Regions from separate parts of the Mus musculus genome. Here regions 1 and 2 are each linked to region 3. Evidence: chromatin contacts called from public HiCAR-type and HiChIP or PLAC-seq data. All regions are on one chromosome and are shown on one strand. Each heading gives the region's core, a stretch centred on a gene start, on an enhancer-like site or on the middle of the called end of the contact. The rest is flanking DNA. Distances are from core to core; before and after follow the strand shown. Region 1 holds the start of G630016G05Rik (RIKEN cDNA G630016G05 gene). Region 2 has its middle 49 kb from the start of Gm31590. Region 3 overlaps Meis2 (Meis homeobox 2).

What was found. HiCAR-type assays count read pairs that join an accessible place to other places. HiChIP or PLAC-seq counts read pairs in DNA pulled down with a chosen protein or histone mark.
Region 1: an H3K4me3 HiChIP or PLAC-seq map of neural progenitor cells shows a contact between it and region 3, with 37 read pairs. The contact joins the promoter of G630016G05Rik here to the enhancer-like site in region 3. A contact is called at or near these places in 1 of 39 promoter capture datasets (liver), 6 of 484 Hi-C or Micro-C datasets (the HL-1 cell line, the N1E-115 cell line, astrocytes and 2 more), 15 of 115 datasets of contacts at active chromatin or transcription factors (astrocytes, embryonic forebrain, embryonic hindbrain and 10 more) and 4 of 9 other capture datasets (adipose tissue, embryonic trunk, liver and 1 more).
Region 2: a contact with region 3 is called in a HiCAR-type map of astrocytes, with 8 times the contacts expected there. The contact joins two enhancer-like sites. A contact is called at or near these places in 12 of 484 Hi-C or Micro-C datasets (cerebellar granule neurons, cerebral cortex, embryonic stem cells and 5 more), 2 of 115 datasets of contacts at active chromatin or transcription factors (astrocytes and cardiomyocytes) and 3 of 9 other capture datasets (adipose tissue, liver and pancreatic islet).

Annotation. Positions count from the first base shown.
Region 1 is chr2:116,065,710-116,068,586 of GRCm38.p6, reverse strand. G630016G05Rik (RIKEN cDNA G630016G05 gene) reads right to left here and starts at 1,362. Exons shown (of 5, transcript NR_153841.1): 1 at 1,247-1,362; 2 at 337-403. It also overlaps a transcript of Meis2 not described here.
Region 2 is chr2:115,854,425-115,857,259 of GRCm38.p6, reverse strand. No RefSeq gene overlaps it. Among named protein-coding and RNA genes, the nearest start is that of Gm31590, 49 kb to the right of the region's middle. Within about 2 kb of position 1,264, at least 44 of the 459 cell types and tissues checked have an H3K27ac peak or open chromatin away from gene starts, as enhancers often do. A contact at or near this core is called in astrocytes, cerebral cortex and forebrain, where this site is marked.
Region 3 is chr2:115,937,993-115,940,692 of GRCm38.p6, reverse strand. The region is part of intron 8 of Meis2 (Meis homeobox 2); the gene reads left to right. Among named protein-coding and RNA genes, the nearest start is that of Meis2, 130 kb to the left of the region's middle. Within about 2 kb of position 1,297, at least 23 of the 459 cell types and tissues checked have an H3K27ac peak or open chromatin away from gene starts, as enhancers often do. A contact at or near this core is called in astrocytes, cerebral cortex, forebrain and 1 more, where this site is marked.

The DNA of each region.
Region 1 (2,877 bases), core at 113-2,612, 130 kb before region 3:
GAGCAAAAATCTTACTGGCGATACTAAATAGCCAATGTTGAAATTAAGAACAATTAGAGGAATCAAAACTGAATGTAAACTCTGCCAACAGTGCTGGGCCGACAACTTGGATCCAGTATCATTCACAACTCTGTGAAGCAGAAAACGGTCTTCAGCCAGGCCAAATATTCTCTCATATTCTGTGTCTCTCCTTTCTGTGTCTGTCTCTGTGTGTGTCTCACCTCCCTCTCTCTCTTTCCCTCTCTTTTACCCTAGGAGGATAAACTGAGATTTAACTTCACCCCCTCCCAAAAAAAAAAATTCTGGAGGCCAACTTTTCCTTTTCTTTTTACTTACCTTTTCTTATCTGTCCACGAGTAATTCAGCATCAAATGAGACGGATATTTGTAATCTTGAAGTTCTTCTAGGGGGGAAAAAAGTGGTGGGGGAGGGGGAAAGGACCATATAGTCCTTCGGGTTCCAAACTGCTCTGCTGTCTTGGGCTTGAAGCGGAAAGAGAGGGAAACCCTTGGCTGGACTCTGCTCCCAGAAGGTCCCCGAGGCCGCCTTCCCTGCTTTGGCCACTGGAGCCAAACTCGCACGGGCTGCAACCCCTCTCCCGGCGCGCTCTCCGGGCCTCTGCCAGCCCCTCCACACTGTCTTTATATGTGAGGGCCGATTTCCCGCAGACATCATTGTTATGATGGCTCATTTAATCAAACTGTTTAATTGCTCTGGTAATCACTATCATCATCACAGGTGCTCAATCATTCATCATTTTTGGAGGGCTTTATTGACCTCCGGAGCTCATTCACCAGCCCTAGGAGAACGAGGCCAAATTTCCTCAGACTCCGCATGGAGTCTCGGCATGCAGTAGTTTTAGCTAGCTTGGGATGTTCAGAAGCTTGCTAGGAAACCAGGAAGATGCTAAATGGGAGAAAAACCTCTCTCTCTCTCTCTCTCTCTCTCTCTCTCTCTCTCTCTCTCTCTCTCTCCCTCCCTCCCTCCCTCCCTCTCCCTCTCCGTCTCCCTCTCCCTCTCTCTGTAAGTCCTCTCTCTCTCTCTCTCTCTCTCACACACACACACACACACACACACACACACACACACACACACACACACCACTCTACTATACCTAACCACTCCCATCCACCCCCGCCCCCATGAGAAAGTCCAGTCAAAGGCACCCTTGCAGGAGGCGCTGCTTTCTGTCACGGGATGGTTCAGAGTTGGGGAGGGAGGCCGCAGTTGAACAGCAAACCCTTACTCTGTTTGCTATTCTCTGGGCCTGGGGCCCGGAACCCAGGGCGAGGGTGAGAAGTTGGGGAGAGGGCGCGCTCCCAGTGCGTGGCTGGGTCGCGCTGCCAGCTGCCTGGTGGCGGCAGGGTGAACCCGGCTACGCGCGCCGGGTGACCAAAGCTCCGCCCCCAGCTCTCGTCTCTCGGTGATTGACGCGCAGCCGCGGGGAAACAGCAGAGCAGAGGTAAAGCCAGCTGGAACTCCGGCCAGGGATTGGGCGGGACCCCGGCCAGAACTAGTTTCTACCAAAACCTAGTCGGGTATTTACCTTTTTAACCCTACTCGCTTCCTTTTCCTTTTGGGAAAACTTTAGGAGCCAGTCCCATGGTCCCCATCCAGCGAAATCCTCCCGGTGTAATTAACTCAGCCTTTAGCCCTCTTTACAACCGCTGCGCCCAGGGCAACCACAACAAAGCTGGGCAGCCAGAGCCAGCCACTCCTCGCAAGCATCTTCTGTCTCACATGCTTTTTAATCTTTCTCCTCCGGTGCTTCCTAGATCCAAGATTCACTTTAGAGGCGCACAGCGGTCACGCGCACGCACGCACGCGCGCGTACACACACACACACACACACACACACACACACTTGTCTACATCGGTAAACAACAAACACCAAACAACTCCCTCTCCTCTAACTCCTACCCCACTAACTCCCGCCCTACTAACTCTCATCCTGCTTTCTCCCTCCAGATTGAGCCCAGGACCCCTAGACTCTCAATGGTGGTCTACACTGTCTGCAGCGCACCGAGGGACTATGCTCCGAGTTCAGCTGCTCATATCTTGTACTAGACAAAAATGAATATTGACAAAAAGGGCTCTGCATCTGCACGAGAAAGAAAGTACCACTTAACAACAACAACAACAACAACAACAACAAAAATCCTAGCCTGGCGGTGGTGCAGTTGGCGGAGCTTGCTGCTCTAGGTTGTAGTGGCAGAGTTCGGGACCTAGTAATCCGCCGGCAGAGGAAGGGGGCCGCGGAATTAAAACGAACAAAAGCTAGAGCGCCATGCCAAACATCCCCAACGCGACCCAGTTAGGCAGGAGCCAAGAGGAGTGGTGGGGAAATAAACGAGAAGTAAGTTGAAAATAAAAAGATCTGAGTCTGTACCGTACTTTCCCTGTGGCTTTCTGCAGTTTTCCTGTCTGCGCTCTCCCTGTCCTCTTCCACCTCTCTTCCTTCCCCCTCCAATCACGCGTGTTCTCTCTCTCTCTCTCTCTCTCTCTCTCTCTCTCTCTCTCTCTCTCTCTCTCTCTCTCTCCCTCTCTCTCCCTCTCCTGTCGCTCTCCCTCCTTCCCTCCCTTCCCCCTTTCCCCCTCCCTCATCCCCCCTCCCTCCCCTCTTCCTCTCCCTCCCGCGTCGTCCCCCTGGAGAAGCAGGCTTGCTGATTTGCTCCGGTCCTCTCCGCTCCAGCCTCCCCTTCCCCAGCCCCCCCCCCCCCCCCCGGGGCCGTCCGACCGCACTCGCTGCATATCAGAGGCTCCGCGCTGCGCGCTCCTCCTCGCTCCAGCTCCCCACTCTCGGGATGTGTCTCCGCCGTAGGACGGGCTATGGCCACCACGACTTCCGGGTTCCGTCATTTCGTTCTCCCGCCGCCG
Region 2 (2,835 bases), core at 15-2,514, 83 kb after region 3:
GGGGAGGGGAGCAGAACACAAAGACTATCTAGTTCTCACCGAGCAGGTTTCAAAATAGAACTTAATGGGAAGAAAGAATAAAAATAAGGAGGAGTGTGAGAATTGTGCATTACAACAAATTTACCAGTACACGAAGAATTTTTTTTCCTTTTGAGGATTTTGTTTTCTTCATATTGAAACATTTTCAAATTTTAATCCTTAGCAGACAAAACCTCAATATAAATATGACATGGGCCACTGGCAAAAAAAAAAAAAAGAAAAAAAAAAGAAAAAGAAAAAAGAAAAGAAAAAAGAAAGAAAGAAAAAGAAAAAAGAACTTAAACTCAGTGCCCAGAGGGGAGGGGCGCAGGGAGAAGAGAGGGCCCTTTCTGATTAATAACTAGCAGGGTAATGTTGAGGGCTTTTTCTGCCCGATTGCCTTTTTGAATTAGAGCCGATTTCTTCACACTTCAATAGTGCCTGTCTCCTTTAAAATGATTGGCAGATCTGTTTCTCTTTTTTCTCTCCCTGAGACTTAATGATGTAAATTTTCTAATTAGTTAAATCATATTGCTTAAAGGGCTAATATTTACCGTGTAAGAAATGATCATTCTGATTTGGACCTCTTGAAATATTTCGAGAAATAACATTTGGCTTTTAGGTTGAGGGATGGGGTGGGGGGAGGGGGGAGGCGCTAGTGGAGTGAGGGAAGGCACGGACCGGCAACATGTTAAATTAATAGTTCAAGTTGAGCTGGGCTCACACCCCAAGTCCGCTTTTATTTTTCAATCAGCGAAGATTTAATTGGCAGCCCTCGGGCCGGGCGATCTGATATTTTCTCATTAGTTTCCCATCACTAATCTTGAGTGGTAGGTTGTCTTACAGGTTGTCAACATTTGACCAATTTTATTTAAGGGGGGTGGGGGGTGGGATGGGGGCGCATTATGACTTCGGGATGTGAGACCTGCAAATAAATCCTGCTTGGATCAGCGGAACTAACAGGCGAAAAAAATGTTGACTATTCATCGTCGTTTCTAATAAGTTGCATTAATATATATTTCAAGAGGGTGTGATTATATGTGCTCTGTAAAGACACAGATGAAAAGAGGTCGGAGCTGCAGCACTAAACTAGTTGAAGTGAAACGTAGATACATTTCCAGCCGAAGGTAAATAAGCCGAGTGGAATCGTTGTTGAGGGTTTAGGAGGTACGATCCTCCTCCCCTTCCTCTTGCAGCTGCGTGAAACCGCCAAGCCTGTGTCACCGAGCTCTGAGCGGCTCCGCGGGCTGGTCCACAGATAACATCAGAGCGCCCCCTGCTGGCCTTCAGGGCAGACCGCGGCGGGACAGCCCCCCGCGAAGCCAACGGTGTTTTTCTGCGCCCCCCACCCTTCTCCACCTACCCTTTCCACTACTCTCACCCTCGTCCGCTGCAGCGAGGGAATAGCTTGTCATGGCTGAACATTTAAATGAATAAATTTTAAAAATAATAATAAAACAGGAAAGTACTCACACCTTTCACTTGGCCTCGGGGAATAAACGACCAAATGCCTAAGCAAAAGGATTCGTTTTCTAATCTCCTTATTCTGTAGGGGTTTGATCAAGTTTGCTTTTTCCCCCCTTGCAGATTTAACTTCCAAAGATATATTTTAATGGACAACCCTGAAGGCTTTTTATTATTATTGCTATTAAAAAATAGATATCTGATGAGGGGCAACAAGAAATGCCAAATAATATTTCTTGTACTTGTAAAAGCAAACTCCGGGGGGGGGGATTTCACAGGTTTATAAAAGTCTACAGGAATCGCTTTTGGAATTTAAGCAGTTCTCAATTTGAGGTAATTCCTTTTGCACACATCTTTGGGATCCCAGAGCATTCAAAATGTGTGTGTGTGTGTGTGTGTGTGTGTGTGTGTGTGTGTGTGTGTGTGTCTGTCTGTCTGTCTGTCTGTCTTAGTTGTCACAGTATCCATACACAAACAGGTCTTTTCCATGCCTGTGTTTTTCTTCCCTGACCCTGTTTTCTTGCTTTTGCTGAACGCGGACAGAGCGGCTGAAGCGCACCCCAATATCCTGCCGCCTCCGGAGTGTAAGCACTTCATCTCTCTGCACCGCAAGGTGCGCCGTTTGGTTTCAGAGAGTTGGGGTTTGGTGCACAGCGGCGTACTTCTAGCGTCCAGATTACTCTCTCCTGGGATTTCTGCACAGGGTAGAAGGCGCAAGCAAGCAGGTAACGCGACCCATCTCCATCGCCTCTGCCTCTGGGAGAAGACGCTGACAAAGCAGCCGTGTCAGAAGGGTCTCCCCGCCGCAGTTGGACCCCCCACATCAGACATGGCAATCTACCACGCGGAACGACTTTGGCTTCTCAGGGAGTTTTTGGTTTTTATTTTAAAGAATCAGATTGCGGGTTTTTCTGAGAGCAATTCTGAGGAACGAGGCTCTGGGGAAGGAAAGAACGGTGCATTTGGAAAAGGTGTGTCTTTCCTCCCCAGTGCTTCTAATTCTTGGATTGCGCAATCCATTCTCTACCCTGGCTCTTCTGCAGATTCCACTTTCACATCTCAGATCCCCACCCTCGTTTGTGGATGTTGGAGGTCTGGGTCAGGCACCCTGGGACCCCACAGAAAGGGGCGCTTCTAGGAAAAGGCAGTGGTGGGAGTTAACCCAGATCTTTTGGGCAGAATAGGGATGGCTAAGTGCAGCTGAGCTTGAAATATTGTTAGGGACTATTGTAATAACTGAGATAGATTTAAATATGCACCAGCAAGCAAGCTGTTATGCCGAGAAGGAATCTGTTTTGAAGTTCATTGCATTACTTTAAAAGTACATTCTTCTCTGAGGAAGTCTGCCACTGC
Region 3 (2,700 bases), core at 48-2,547:
TGTGTACATAAAAGGGTGAAATTGTGTGCCCACCGCCACCAAATGTAGAGAGAAATGAAAAACAGCTTCAAAATATTTGTCATGGAAGCTTGATTTGAAGAATGGTAGGGCAATCAGAATAGGATTGGTTCTGATGCTCTGGGGAAAAAAAACCCCAGCCACATAAGTCTCAGTGGCATAAGTCAATAAGAGTTTTTTCCCTCTACACCAAAGTCAATAGAGAGTTGATGCTGCCTTTGGAGTCTTTGTCGAGCACATGCAAGCCAACAGATAGGCACCTACCTAAACAAGAATCCCCAAGATGGCGCCTGAGGAGAGTTAACCAGAGCTTTCATATCAGCCCCAAATCACATATACCAGTCTATCGTAACGATTCATTGGGAAATGCCAATTTGTGGGGACAACAACCTTAGAAATCGGGGGGGGGGGCATTGTCTTCCATGTGTACGAAAAAAAACAGGTGGGGGGTACCCAAAATAATGGGAAGCACTGGAAATACCTCCCAGTTGGCAGCGTGTTGTTGCAGGTGACCATAGTGGGATCGTATGCACAAAGAAAGAATGTGCTTTGATTAGGATTTTACATTCCTTGCCAAGTCAGGGTATGTTACATTTGGAAATATCACTTGGGGCCAGCTTGTGAAAAGCCTTAGGATGAAGGCCAAGACTCCATTTTATTGGTGACAGGGAGACACACAGGCTTTGGGAAGAGAATGGATCATTCACTGGTGTCTTGAGGAGCTGCTCATAGTGATTACTATAGTCCGGTTATACTCGGTCTAGAGGTATGAAGAGTTAACAAGGGTTCTTCAGGTGTCCTTGAGAAAATGTAAAGAGAAAATGCAAAGAACTTGACTAATTCATTTCTCCCCCTTCACAGGCCCCAGCTAAATAACCTTTTAGTACTCTCACTTTTTTCAACTAAAATCTCTTTAAAGAACTCATCAGTGATAGAAAAAAAAAATAACAGGCTGAATAATCACATACCACAGAAAACACTTGCTGGTGATATTCGTGAGCATTTCAAATGTGTTAAGCTATGTTAGGATCCTAGGGCTGATGCAGAGAACTCCAGCTATGTACCAGCGCAATGGGGATGATGGATGATTCTGGTTTATGACGATATTTGCCCACTATGAATAAATAAATAGCCACTATTTGTTATGCGATTAATTACTGTGTGTCAGGCGCCATGTCAGTGCCTGAGCCTTTTAGCATGACCCACAAGGCTCAGGGTGATCTGGTGCCAGCAACTCTGCAGCTCCATCCTTCTTAGCCCTTGTCTCACTCAGGCAGGACTCCGGGCTCCTTGCCATTGCTGCCTCCCAGCTGGCTCTGACTCCACTTGAGTCTGCTCAAATGTCACCTTCTCAAAGCGGTCTCCTTGTCCCACCCTCTATAAAACAGCAGCATCCCCCAGTCACTTTCTCAGTAGAATGCCTGTTTTTCTTCATAAAAGTCCCTGACGCCATATAGACTATATTCTCTGTTTTTAGCTTGCTGCTTATGTCCCTGGCTGGGATCTAAGATCCAGGAGGTCAAGGACGCATGTCTCCTGGAGTACTGCCTGACACTCAGAGACTGCTAATAAATGGCTAGTTTATACTGCATCAGCCCGGTGGGAAACTCACGTTTTAGAGGGATCCAAGAGCTTCTTCAGTTCACAGACAAGTCCTCCCCAGGGCCAGGAAGAAACCCAGGTCTCTCTATTTTCAGAGCACTATTAGATGCAGTACTTTTTGAGACTTTACACCAAGATCTAGGCAATTGCAAGTTAGTAGAAATATTTTTCTTTAAAAATGCAGGTGTCGTAACGAACATGGTGGTTTACGCTTGTCATTTCAGCATGTGGGAGACCAAAGAAGGAAGGTCACCATTTGTTCAGAGCTAACCTGGGCTATATGGTGAATTCTTGTCCAGCCTAGACCAAGAGTCAGTTCAAGCACACACAAACAACAACAAAAAAGTTTTTTTTTTTTTAAAAATTACAAGTCGAGAAATCAGATGTGAATGCTTTGAGACATTCCATGACATTAATGTGTTTCCTTAAGAATATGATCAATATTTTTGTCTAAAGAGGTGAATCTGCTGCCCCTCCTCCCTCCTTGTGGAACTAATTGAGGGTGATCTTGAAAAGTGGATTTGCTCACATGGGCCAATGTTTCTCCTGTGGAGTGGGCTGCGTCCCAAAGAATTAGCCCTCCTCAAAATGAATTATTAACCCCAGTATCCTGGCCAAATTCCCACTTGGATAGCCTAGAAACTGTTCAAAACTTGGAATCTATTGAAATGAGCCTGGCTTGATTGCCGTCTCGGCATTAATGGTGATATAATAGAGTTTCTCCAGAGATTTGCATGTATATTATTCTAGTGCATATAGGTTTGCTTTATCTCTTAATTTTTTAAATGTTCATCCCCTCATAAGATATGGCCTGAGTTTCTTTATAGGTTTTCAGATTTTTTTTTTAATTTTCCTACAGGAACAACTGTGAGTGCCTTTTTCCCAGGGCTTGCCAATCCTTTTTCCCACTTGAATGACTAGTTAGTCTCCTGGTCATTAGCACAGCATGTTGGAGACATTAGCCACAGAAGCTTCCAGCTCTCCAGCTTTCTGGCATAAGCGTTGCCTGGGTTAGAGGCAAGATGTGCTTGCTGGAATTTTTGTCATTGTTCAAGTTTCTTCAAGCTTTGTTTCCAACTT